Regions from separate parts of the Gossypium hirsutum genome. Here region 2 is linked to region 1. The links are chromatin contacts, called in public Hi-C maps. All regions are on one chromosome and are shown on one strand. The core of a region is the stretch at or near the end of the contact, and the rest is flanking DNA. Distances in the headings are between cores, read along the strand shown. Region 1 holds the start of LOC107948552 (2-oxoglutarate-dependent dioxygenase DAO). Region 2 holds the start of LOC107948556 (UDP-glycosyltransferase 82A1).

Evidence for each region. Hi-C and Micro-C count contacts between places; a contact is called where the count stands out from the background.
Region 2: a Hi-C map of leaf shows a contact between it and region 1, with 2.3 times the contacts expected there. The contact joins the promoter of LOC107948556 here to the promoter of LOC107948552 in region 1. A contact is called at or near these places in 5 of 34 Hi-C or Micro-C datasets (callus and leaf).

What each region holds. Positions count from the first base shown.
Region 1 is chrA07:85,041,978-85,047,861 of Gossypium_hirsutum_v2.1, forward strand. LOC107948552 (2-oxoglutarate-dependent dioxygenase DAO) reads left to right here and starts at 3,091. Exons shown (of 3, transcript XM_016883139.2): 1 at 3,091-3,827; 2 at 3,963-4,278; 3 at 4,355-4,699. The coding sequence starts at 3,493. The coding sequence ends at 4,597. LOC107948551 (probable U3 small nucleolar RNA-associated protein 7) reads left to right here. Exons shown (of 7, transcript XM_016883138.2): 7 at 449-1,812. The coding sequence ends at 1,474.
Region 2 is chrA07:85,297,899-85,303,486 of Gossypium_hirsutum_v2.1, forward strand. It overlaps LOC107948556 (UDP-glycosyltransferase 82A1), which reads right to left and starts at 2,945. Exons shown (of 2, transcript XM_016883143.2): 1 at 2,329-2,945; 2 at 462-1,438. The coding sequence starts at 2,818. The coding sequence ends at 528.

The DNA of each region.
Region 1 (5,884 bases), core at 1,841-4,340:
TAAATTGCTATTCTGTTTCACCTATTTTTTTTATATTTTTCTTTGTTAAACTGTAAGAAGATTAAAAGCTTTGGTGAGGTTTGAATTATACCTGAACTTGTTGTTCCAGCTCCCTTTACCCTATAGCTTACACTGTTCTCCTAGAAACTTAAAAATTTCTTCTCTTTAGCCCGTATTATCCTTTTCTGTTTCTCTGTTGCATGCCCAAGCTTATGAAGTATGAGGCTACTGTTTATTCTGTGGTTTAGATAATTATTGGGCCTAGCTGTTTATTCTGCAGTTTAGATAATTCATGGGCTCATTAAATCAGATCATGATTCTTTGAATAAGCTACCAAAATCCTTTGGCTATTTCGGGGTTTGAGTTCATTGTTAGCAATTCATTCTTTCTTGGTTGTGAAGTTTACTGTTGATGCATTAAGCAGACTGAGTTAAAAGATTTTTTTCAGGAACACGGTGCAGTACTAAGACTCCAGTTTCTGAAAAACCACTTCCTCTTGGCATCAATAAACAAATTTGGGCAGCTTCATTATCAGGATGTTACAATGGGTGAGATGGTAGGCAATTTCCGGACTGGTTTAGGCCGCACTGATGTTATGCAGGTCAATCCATTTAACGGAGTTGTTGCATTGGGTCATTCTAGTGGTACAGTAACCATGTGGAAGCCCACCAGTTCTGTCCCACTTGTAAAGATGCTATGCCATCCTGGACCTGTCTCATCATTGGCGTTCCATCCAAATGGGCATCTCATGGCTACATCTGGTAAAGAAAATAAAATCAAGATTTGGGACTTGAGGAAGTTTGAGGTTATTCAAACAATGCCAGGTCATGCAAAGACCTTGAATTTCAGTCAGAAAGGCTTGCTTGCTGCCGGAACTGGATCATTTATAAAAATTTTAGCTGATTTTTCTGGATCTCAGAATTATAATAGTTATATGACTCATTCTATGGCTAAAGGTTACCAGGTAGGGAAAGTTTTGTTTCGACCGTATGAAGATGTTTTGGGGATAGGACACTCCATGGGTTGGTCTAGTATTCTTATTCCAGGATCCGGGGAACCCAACTTTGATTCTTGGGTGGCAAACCCATTCGAAACATCTAAACAGAGGCGAGAGAAGGAAGTGCACTCTCTGCTCGACAAGCTTCCACCCGAAACAATAATGTTGGACCCAACCAAGGTTGGTACAGTGAGAGCACCACAAAAGAAAGAGAAGCCAACGAAGAAGGAGATAGAAGCTGAAATGGAAGCTGCCATTGAAACTGCAAAGGATACCGACTTTAAAAAGAAAACAAAGGGAAGGAACAAGCCGAGTAAGAGAGCAAAGAAGAGACAAGAGATGATTGAAAGAGCCAAGAAACCGTTCTTGGAACAGCAAATACAGGAACATGAAAGGTCTAGAAAGAAGCAGAAAACCAATCCGGAAACTGAAATGCCGAAAAGTTTACAGCGGTTTGTTCGTCAGAAAGCAGCTTAATTATCTTTGATACGATTGCATTAGCCTTTCTAGAAGATCAACCTGTTTTCGTCTTTCCCACAATTTTTTGCTCATCTGACCTAAAGAAGAATTGAAGCCAGGTAGAGGTAGGCACCATTGAAGTGTATTCTCACTGTTCTATACATACAGAAAAGGAAGCTAGAATTTGCTTAATTTTGTTGTGTTTAGCATGGAACTTGTATCTTGTAGAATGAATGCCAGAAAACTGGTTTTTAAATCTCGTGTTGAGAATTGGCTTTGGGTATTTGTTCGTACTTTTTTCATGGTATTTTGTGTTGAGATTGTATTTATATCATTCTAGCGGTGGATTTGAGTTATGTTTCAGTATTATAGTTTGAAATAGAGTTTGGGTGGTTCAATATTAACGTCTCCCGAGTGCTTCGAGGTTAGGGCACTCTTTTTAGAACAACACCGGACTGATCGGGCTATAATTTGGAGTAAGGGTTGAACAGAATGATGATTTATGAAGGGTATGAACAGATTATTGGTTAAATTAGTGGTTAAATCGATGATTATTTTTTTATAAATTATTTAATTAAATTAGAAAATTTGATTAGATTAGAAATGGATAGTTTGATTAATTTGATCACCTATTAGTATGAATTGCTAGATTTTTTATAATAAATGTTGTATGCTGTCTATTGAGTCTTAGGATAGTTAAAAAGTGTTGTGAAAAAATAATTTTAAAAATTACTCTTGAAAAATAAAATGTTTATTTTAGACATGGTGATAATAATGTAACAAATATGTATTTTTAGTTAATATTATGATAGTTTAGTAAGAATATAAAAATAATTTTTTAATATTTTAATATATAAAATATAAATTTTAAATATTTTTTAAACAATTAATACTAATTTTTTATAAAATTTAATTTGAATATATAAATTATATTTTAACATTTAAAATATAATCAATAAAAATTTAAATATATAATATTATATATTTAAAATAAATTTCAATAGTAAGGTAATTATATATATAAATATTATATAAAATATTTTATAATAGTTAAAATTATCTTTTATTTTTAAAAATACTTTTGCCAAAAGCAAAAGTTAAAAAAAATTCAAAAGTATTTTTCAAAAACACTTTCGATGTTGGAAGTTATCTGTTTAATATTGTTTTGACAAAAACACTTTTGACCCCTAAACACTTTTGAGAAGTAATGTTAAACTAAAAGTCAGTTTAGCATTATTAGAAGCATATTTGGAACAAAAAAACACTTTTAAGTAAAAAGACAAAAAAAAATTCTTTGAAAAAATATTTTTTGACAAAAAATTTTAGCTTTTATTTAAAAGTGTTTTTTTAGTACTTTTAAAAAATATTACTAAATAGTTTTAAGCTTTAATTTAGTTGACATCAACATTATTACTTAAGTAAAAGGACTTGAGTTCAAGTGTATTAAAATATATTATTCTTCTACTTAAAATTTAGAATGAATTATTAGTAATTTTAAATATTATATTAAAAAAATTATAAGTTGAATTTGATTTCTTAAAAAGAACAGTTTGCTGGCTGGCACTTAATTGGATGTTTGAATTTTTTTTTTCTTTCTTATATACCGATAAACACGGCTTTTGTTGAAACATAACTCTTATCTTTGAGTTGCGTATTGGTTTGGCAAAATATCTTACCAGAAAATGGAAACGTGAAAAACATGATTGGGTTTTGGATCATGCACTTACACCCATTATTATTATTATTATTTTCTTTCTTCTTTTTGGACTCATCTCCATCTTTGTATACCATTGCCAATTTGCCATTGCTTTCAATCCAAACACAATGTCGTGGATTTCCTTGTTTTTTCTTGGTAAATTGCCTCACTTTGTCGGAAGAAGAAGCTAAAAGCTGTCCCGTTGCTGCTAGCTCAATCCCCCACTTTCAGCATTAACCAAGGCTCAACAATACTTAATAACCCTTATAATATATAAAAGCTATTATCAGTTCCCATATGAAGAATTGAAATAAGCAGAGGAAAGTGAGTGAAAAAAAAAATGGATAAAACCCAGAGTATTCCAACCATTGATCTTTCAGATTTTCCAGCACAGTATGAGAAACTAAGGCGATCATCTGAAGAATGGGGTTGTTTCAGGGTAGTCAACCACAACATCCCTTTTGAATTGATGCAGGAAATGAAGAAAGTTGTGAGATCATTGCTTGACCTCCCCATCCAAATCAAGCAAAACAACGTCGATGTCATTGCCGGCAGTGGTTATTGGGCTCCCAGTCCTAAAAACCCTCTTTATGAAGCATTGGGTCTCTATGATATGGCCTCCTCCCAGGCTATTCATACCTTCTGCTCTCAGTTGGATGCCTCTCCTTCACAAAGGTCTGCCCCCCCCCTCCTTTTGATTTTGTCTACATGGGATTGTTCTTGTTCGATTTTAGATTTTGAATACCCAATTTGAAGTTCATATGATTCGACATGTTCAAATGAAATTCGGTTTGATTTATATTGACCCAGAGACGCAGTAGAGAAGTATGCTAAAGCAATACATGAGGTAATCATGGATATAGGTGGAAAAATAGCAGAGAGTATGGGATTGAAGGGTGATTACTGCAAGGAATGGCCTTGCCAATTTAGGATAAATAAGTACCATTTCACCCCTCAATCTGTAGGCTCGGCTGGGGTCCAATTACACACTGATTCTGGCTTCTTAACAATACTTCAAGACGATGAGAATGTTGGTGGACTTGAAGTGATGGACAAATCTGGTGAATTTGTAGCTGTTGATCCCTTGCCTGGCAGCCTCCTTGTCAATCTTGGGGATATGGCCACGGTGAGCTAATCATCCCTTTCTTTAGATGTGGCAGTTCGTGTATTCTCGTGTCGTAATCTTGTTGATTCTGATTCAGGTATGGAGCAATGGAAGGTTACACACGGTGAAGCACAGAGTGCAATGCAAGGAGGCGAAAACTAGAGTGTCGATCGCCACGTTCCTCTTGGGACCGGAAGAGGAAGCGGTGGATCCGCCACCGGAACTGGTGGATTCGGACCACCCGCGACTTTACAACTCGTTCACGTACGAGGAGTACAGGAAGCTGCGGCTGTCGACGAAATTGCAAGCTGGTGAGGCTCTTGCACTTGTACGTACCTGATCTTAAAGAAAGATTGTGTAAAGCATATTGCAATGTAATGAAAGTCCTCCCCTTCTACCCTTTGTTTGATGAATAAAGCATGAATTTGAATTTCCCTAGAAATGAAGTAAAAAGTAAAAATAGTCCATACTCATTTCCAACATATAATGACTGTATATTCCATTGCAAAACGGGTTGCCTGAACCTCCGGATTTGCATTTTTGCGGAGAAATTGGACCTAAAATTCAGATTGGCCTTAAAATCTCTAAGATGTGGCAAGAGGTAAATGTATCATGACTTTGTATTTTGCTCCTTCTGATAAAAAAAAAAGACTGACGCGACTAATTGAATAATCAGATAGTGACTTGTGGTATGTTATGTATACCTTATGCCGATGTATGAGGATCAATTTTTAGCTGTAGAAATGGATAAAATTCTTAAAATGATCAATTTATTTTTTGATCTAATGTACTGGGATTAATTGTTCATTTTTTAGTAGAAGGGCTAAATTGCAAATTGTGGCAAGACTTGAACATATTTTGTTGCTATTGTTGCTATTGATGATGAAAATCTTTTAACAATAAAAATGGATAAATTTTTTAATAGAATGATGAATTATTCTTTAATCTAATGTATAATGATTACTTTACTTATATTTTTAATAGAAGAGTCCAAATATAATCCCTTATGATCTCAAGATTTGAACAGATTTTGTTGCTATTGACCTTTAAAAAAGTGATACTGTTTGTTAGCTAAGCTATGTACAAGTTATATTAATCTTGTATTTGTTTATAAATGCGGCTAAATTACGCAGCAGGAAAAAGAAGTAGGTTTAATTAAATCCAAGGCTTCATCCAATTATTTCATTAAATATTTTGTAAATTTTGAATTCTGTTGACTATTGCTATTTGTCTCTCCTTCATATGGGTTAAACTATATATTTATACGATATAATTACTGTTCATAAATATAATATTATAGGTAAATTCTTATGTATTTTGATACATACCCTATTTTAAGATTAACGCGTGTTTATACGATGTAGGTTTGCTTATATGATAGTGCAAACCCACATCATGCAGTCTGATAGAAATGTATGAATACCTTACATACCAACCTAAAGTACGAATCATGTAGAGTGTGGTTCAATACCCAATCAAATGGTGGGTCGATAAATAACATAACAAATTCAATTTTTATTATTTATGTTTATTTATTTTCAAACTATGTCCTTTGTTAGGAAAACAAATTTCATATTAATGGAATAAGATATTTATACTAGCATATATTTATGGACCACGTGTATAT
Region 2 (5,588 bases), core at 1,695-4,194, 260 kb after region 1:
TAAGTTATTTTTTGAAGATTTCATTTTCTCATAGCACGTTAGCTGAAAACGCTCCTTACATGAGCTGTTTTTACTTTTTTCTTTTTTTCTTTTTTTAAATGTGGAAATCTTGATCATTTTAATAACGTTAATTAAAATTACATTATATGCTTCGATATTACATTGTTGATTAAGCATGGAATTTTCTTGGTAGAAAAAATGGTTAGAAAACAAACATTTTCTAGATCCTAGCAGATTTAGGAACAGAGAGGAATTATTAATTTGAAATTTAAGTCTAATCAATAAAAACAGAGGGGAATTATGAAAGGTTGGTGAATAGTTAGTGATGACAAAAACACCTCCTGCAATTAAGCTTTCCGCCCGCAGGAAAGAAGGTGAAAATACTTCCTTCAAAAACATCTATTTATTTAATATTTAAAAAAAATTAATTTAAAACCCTAAAATTTCTTTAAATCAGCATATACCCCTCATTAACCCTTTTTTTTAATCATTTAATAAAATTACAAATAGAAATGTTTTGACATGTTTTAGTGAAGTGAATTTTGTTGAAGTTGATTAAGTCCAAGTACAAAAGCCTTGAGATTACCCGCAACTCTAGAACTAGTCTCTTCTCCCATGGTTCTATGGTATATCTTCCTTAACCTTTCCTCCATTTCTTCATCTTTCATCACCTTTTTCACCGCTTCTTCAACATCTTTTTGACCCAACCCTTTCACTTTCACCCCAATTTTCCAAACCTTAACGATGTACTTACAATTCACGAATTGATCGCCGGCCACCGGATAGCATAGCAATCGTTTCCGGCATTGAATGGCTTCCATGGTCGAATTCCACCCACAATGCGTGAGATATAACCCCACGGCTTTATGTTGCAGAACTTGAAATTGTGGCGCCCATAAAACCAGTTTGCCTTGCTTGGAAACCGTCTCTGAATACCCATTTGGTAAACCATGACGCCATGATTCGGCCAAGACCCAAATAAATGGTCGGTTCAATGATTGGAGTGTTAATGCGAGGGTCTTGATTTTGGCGTCTCCGATGGGGCTAACCCAACTCCCGAACGAAATGTAGATGACTGAGTTAGGCTTTTGGTGGTCCAACCATTCTAAGCAGCTGGTATCTTCTTTCCAAAAGCTAGGGTTCTTTGGTGTTGTTAATGATGGTTCGGGCAATGGTCCGACTGGGAAAATAATAAGATTGTTGTGAGGTGGAGAGATGTAATCGTCGTCTTGGTATTCGTCATCGTGGATGATGGATTCTTGGGGAAAGGAATTGAGGAGGAGCCACCGGAGAGATGTTAAACGATCTAAGATTCTGATCCAGAATTTGAGTCTAGCTTTTCTTGAAGCTTGGGTTCCGATCAGCCATGGAAGATCTTCGGTTGATAGCAATGGCTGACTCGGTAGGGATGACACCGTACCTTCATGTCGGGGACACCCTGCAAAATTACCTTCATTTCATTTACTTGTTTGCTATAATGGGCTGAAATGAGTAGAGGTTTCCCATTTTTTCGACTATTATTCGATCCCGATGTAGTTGATCCAAAAATAATTATTTTATCAAGTAAAGCATAAAGATATTTAAATTTTTATATTTAAAAATAATAAAATACAATAATTTGATTTGACTTTTGATAGAATCCATGGGGCACATGTTAAATATCCAGAATCGTATCTATCTCATACTCGTGATTCAAATTGATTCAGACATTCAGTTTTTTGGGCTCACAAGTTTATTTTAAAGAAATTTTTAACTGGGATTTTGCATTTAATTTAGTTCTGCCCCAAGAGATTTCTCAACAATAAAAAAAAAGTTGAATAATGATATTTTAAAAAATAAAACAATAAAAATAATTTGCTATTATTTGGAAGTTACAATTTTTTTTAACTACCGAAATTAATAAATTTTAACATTAGAAAAATAAAAGAATTTTTATGTTTGGGTCAACCCATTTCGTGGCAGTGGAAAAAAAAAATATTTTCCCATGTGCTTTTGGTCAATATCATCGAGAACTAAAACGAATCGTATTGGTCAATCATTAACGGAAGCAAAAAGGTTAAAATATATTTTAGGTCCTTATATTCTTTATATATTTAAAATTTAATCTTTTTATTTTCAAAGAATTTAATTTTTTACCTTTTGGGATTTAAAATTTTTCAAAGATTTTTATTTTTATCATTGCAATATCAATGTTTTTGTTACTTAACTATCAATTGAATTTTTCACTTTAAAAATATAGATAAATTTAATATAAAAATTTTAACAAAACTAAATTTTTAAAAATAAAAATAAAGGTTGAAAAAAAAAACCAAGTGTTGGTAAATTTACCAGTTTCGGAAATCAGGTCAGCGTGGATCATCTCCGGTATGGAGGTGATCAACCGGTAAGTAGCTTGCATAGCCGGCCAGAATCCAGCAACAGGGATCCCACATCGAGTAGCAACTTGAATGGCCCAGGAAGCCAATAAATCAATAACCATACAAACTACTGTTCCATCGTCGTCTTCATCAAGTTCATGAAGGAGAGTCTCCAGATGGTTGGGCATGATATTCTCCATAGATTTCTCGATGGAAAAGAAATCATAAGGACCTTCTTCTCCGGAAAAGCCATCGGGTATGGACATAAACCTCATTTGGTAGTCGTTGAGGTCCATGTTGGCTACAATCCGACGGTGAATAAACTCAGGGGTTACTATGATGGGTTGCAACCCATGGGTAAGTAAAGCTAAGCCTAGCTTTAGCATGGGATTCACATGACCTTGTGCTGGATATGGAACCAGCAAGATTTTAGGCTTCTTCATAATACACTGAACTCCCATTTCTTTTGTCTGCGATGAATTAATTTGTGAAGGGAAGCACAAAGTAAGCGTTTATATAGGGGGAAAGGGAGGATAGTGATAAGCTCTCTGTAGCGTCAAATAAAGCACGTGGTGGAGATGTACCCTCAGTCTAATGGCTCTAAATCCTATGGCTATTACTTTATCCGACATATGTTTAAAATAATCTTACCGACTGCTGGTTAGGGAAGAGGGGTTTGATTTATCGAATGTAATATTATTGTTGATAATATTTTATTTTATAATGAAATAGTATTTGGATTATAAATATTTTGATTAACCAGTGGTAATATAGGATATAATTCCATTACGATTTATTTTTGAAGTTATTTTAGAGTACAGGAGTAATATTAATTTTTGGATTAATTTACCTTTTATTTTTATTATTTTAATTAATTTAAATTTTTTTCTTAAATAAAGTTTAAAACTAATTAAAAACAAATAAATAAAAAATTTTTAATATTAAATTAATAAATATCATACATTACAATTATAATTTATTTAATAATATATTAATTATGAGCATAAATATAATTATGTTTAATGTTGCAATCGCTTTTCATGAATTATTATAACTATAATTTATAAATTTATCTTCACATCATATATTTACTGATTAATATAAAAATTGTAATAAAAAGTAAAAATTTATCATAATTTTATGAAAATTGAAATTAAAAAAATATTAAATGAACTAAGCTTTTTAAAAAGATAAATTTTATAACATGGGCAATTGAGTAATATATAATTTTAAGTAATGTTACATTTTGTCAACTAAACACATGAATATTACTTTTCAACTAAATGAATCTTACATTCTACCCATAATCTTACATCCCATAATCGTATTACGAAACGTAATCTAAAATTTAACGAATTAAACACATTAATAAAATTTTATATAATTAATTAAAATATTATTATTGAATAATAATTTGATTCCAACCACCCAAATTTAAATTTTTTGTCGGACGTCCAAAAGAGGTCAACAAAGTTTAATACTTACATAGATATAGAAGATTAATTGTTCTTCTTGCGCATTGAAAAAATTAGTTTCTTTATTTTCAATTTTGAGAATTTAGTTTAGTTTGATATAAAAAAGTTCAATTAATAAGTCTATTAAAGGATCTCCATTTAATTGAATTATCAAATAGTTTTAAAATATGAAAAAAATACACACATTACTCATATTACAACAATGTAACTGTGTAAGCAAATAAAAATGTTGAATTTGAAATGTAACACCTCAAAATTTTAAGTTTTAACTGGGAAAAACCTGTAATAATTAATTTCTATATCTGTGGTTCTATGTTCTGCTTCTGAGTTTAAAGTCTAGGGTTCAAATCGCATTATCAAAGTTTTATTGTTTTTAAAACAACCCATAAGCAAGCTTTGCCGCTTAAATTCAATTCGTTGTGTTATTATGACAAGAATGAGCCTGCTGGTTCCCTAGTTAGGCATTTGTTTGTATTCTGTCTGGTACTGAGTTCGAATCCCATCGTATGTGTTAGAGGGTATTATTTTTTGCTATTGTCAGAAGAAGGTGGTTAAGCTTTAAGAATCTGAAAGTTTTTATTTTCTTCTTGTATGTTACTTTTAATTTTTTCTTTCTTTCTTTTTGTTTTTTTATTTACTTTTATTGGTACTTCGATTTTCTTGAATTTCGAAACATTTCGGTGTTGTTGTTAGGTCGTCAGATTATTGAGGGCAATAATATCGCAAAAGACGCTAACCTTCCGTGTTAGTACGATATATTACGTATTGAGCAAGGGTCTGGAAAGTTTTCGAAACAGTTTCTAATAAAGCGAAATTAGGTGCGTAACGAAATTCTCAAGTTTCGCAAGTTGCAAGTAGCCAAAAGTGGTGGCTGTCAACGCCATACGACCAGACACAGGGGCATGTGGCCAAGCCGTGTGAGCCACACGGGCATGTGGCAGGCCGTGTGATCGGCCGTGTAACTCACTGTTTGTTGAATTAGGACCACATGGGCTAGCACACAGGTGTGTGGCTAGGCCGTGTGCGATCAAATAGTGCAAGTTCACACGAGTACAAGACATGGCCTTGTGTCCAAACAGTGTAACTCTCTGTTTATTGATTGGTAGCACACGGGTACATGACAAGGACGTGTAGCAGGCCGTGTGAGTCACACGGGCAAGGACACGTCCGTGTGTCCAGGCCGTGTGACATTCATTGTGGTTTAGAAACCCGTTTTACGACCGTAATCGTTGTTGTGACTGGTATTGATTATCTGTGACTTGTTTGATATGAAATGAGAAACTATTGTAAATGTACAAGTGATATTTGATTGATAAATCTGTGAATGTAACGTGAAATTCTATGATCTGAATGTGTTGGATTGGAGAAGTACGAAGAAAGAAGTATTCTGTTTAGAATAGTGGTTTAACCATTTTTTTGATTGAATTTGAATTTGGGGTTTAACGCAAAATGTGTTAGCATCTATGATGCGATTCTGTAACATGTCAAACTGACACATTGCGGTGTGTAGGGATGGATGGACATTGAACGTCCTAAATGGTGTGTTGGTTTGGTCGGAGACGGTGTGTAGAGGCTGGAAACTAGGAAAAACTCTTGTGAGTTAGTTCTTCTATCGGATTAAGCATGATGATAAACTGCTACCGTTCATATATGTAATCTGAGTATATCTGATCTGCTCTTTATTGAGAATTGTAAATATTAAAACTGTATAACATTCTGAATAAGATCACTTTGTGATCGTGTTAAGGATGAAGTA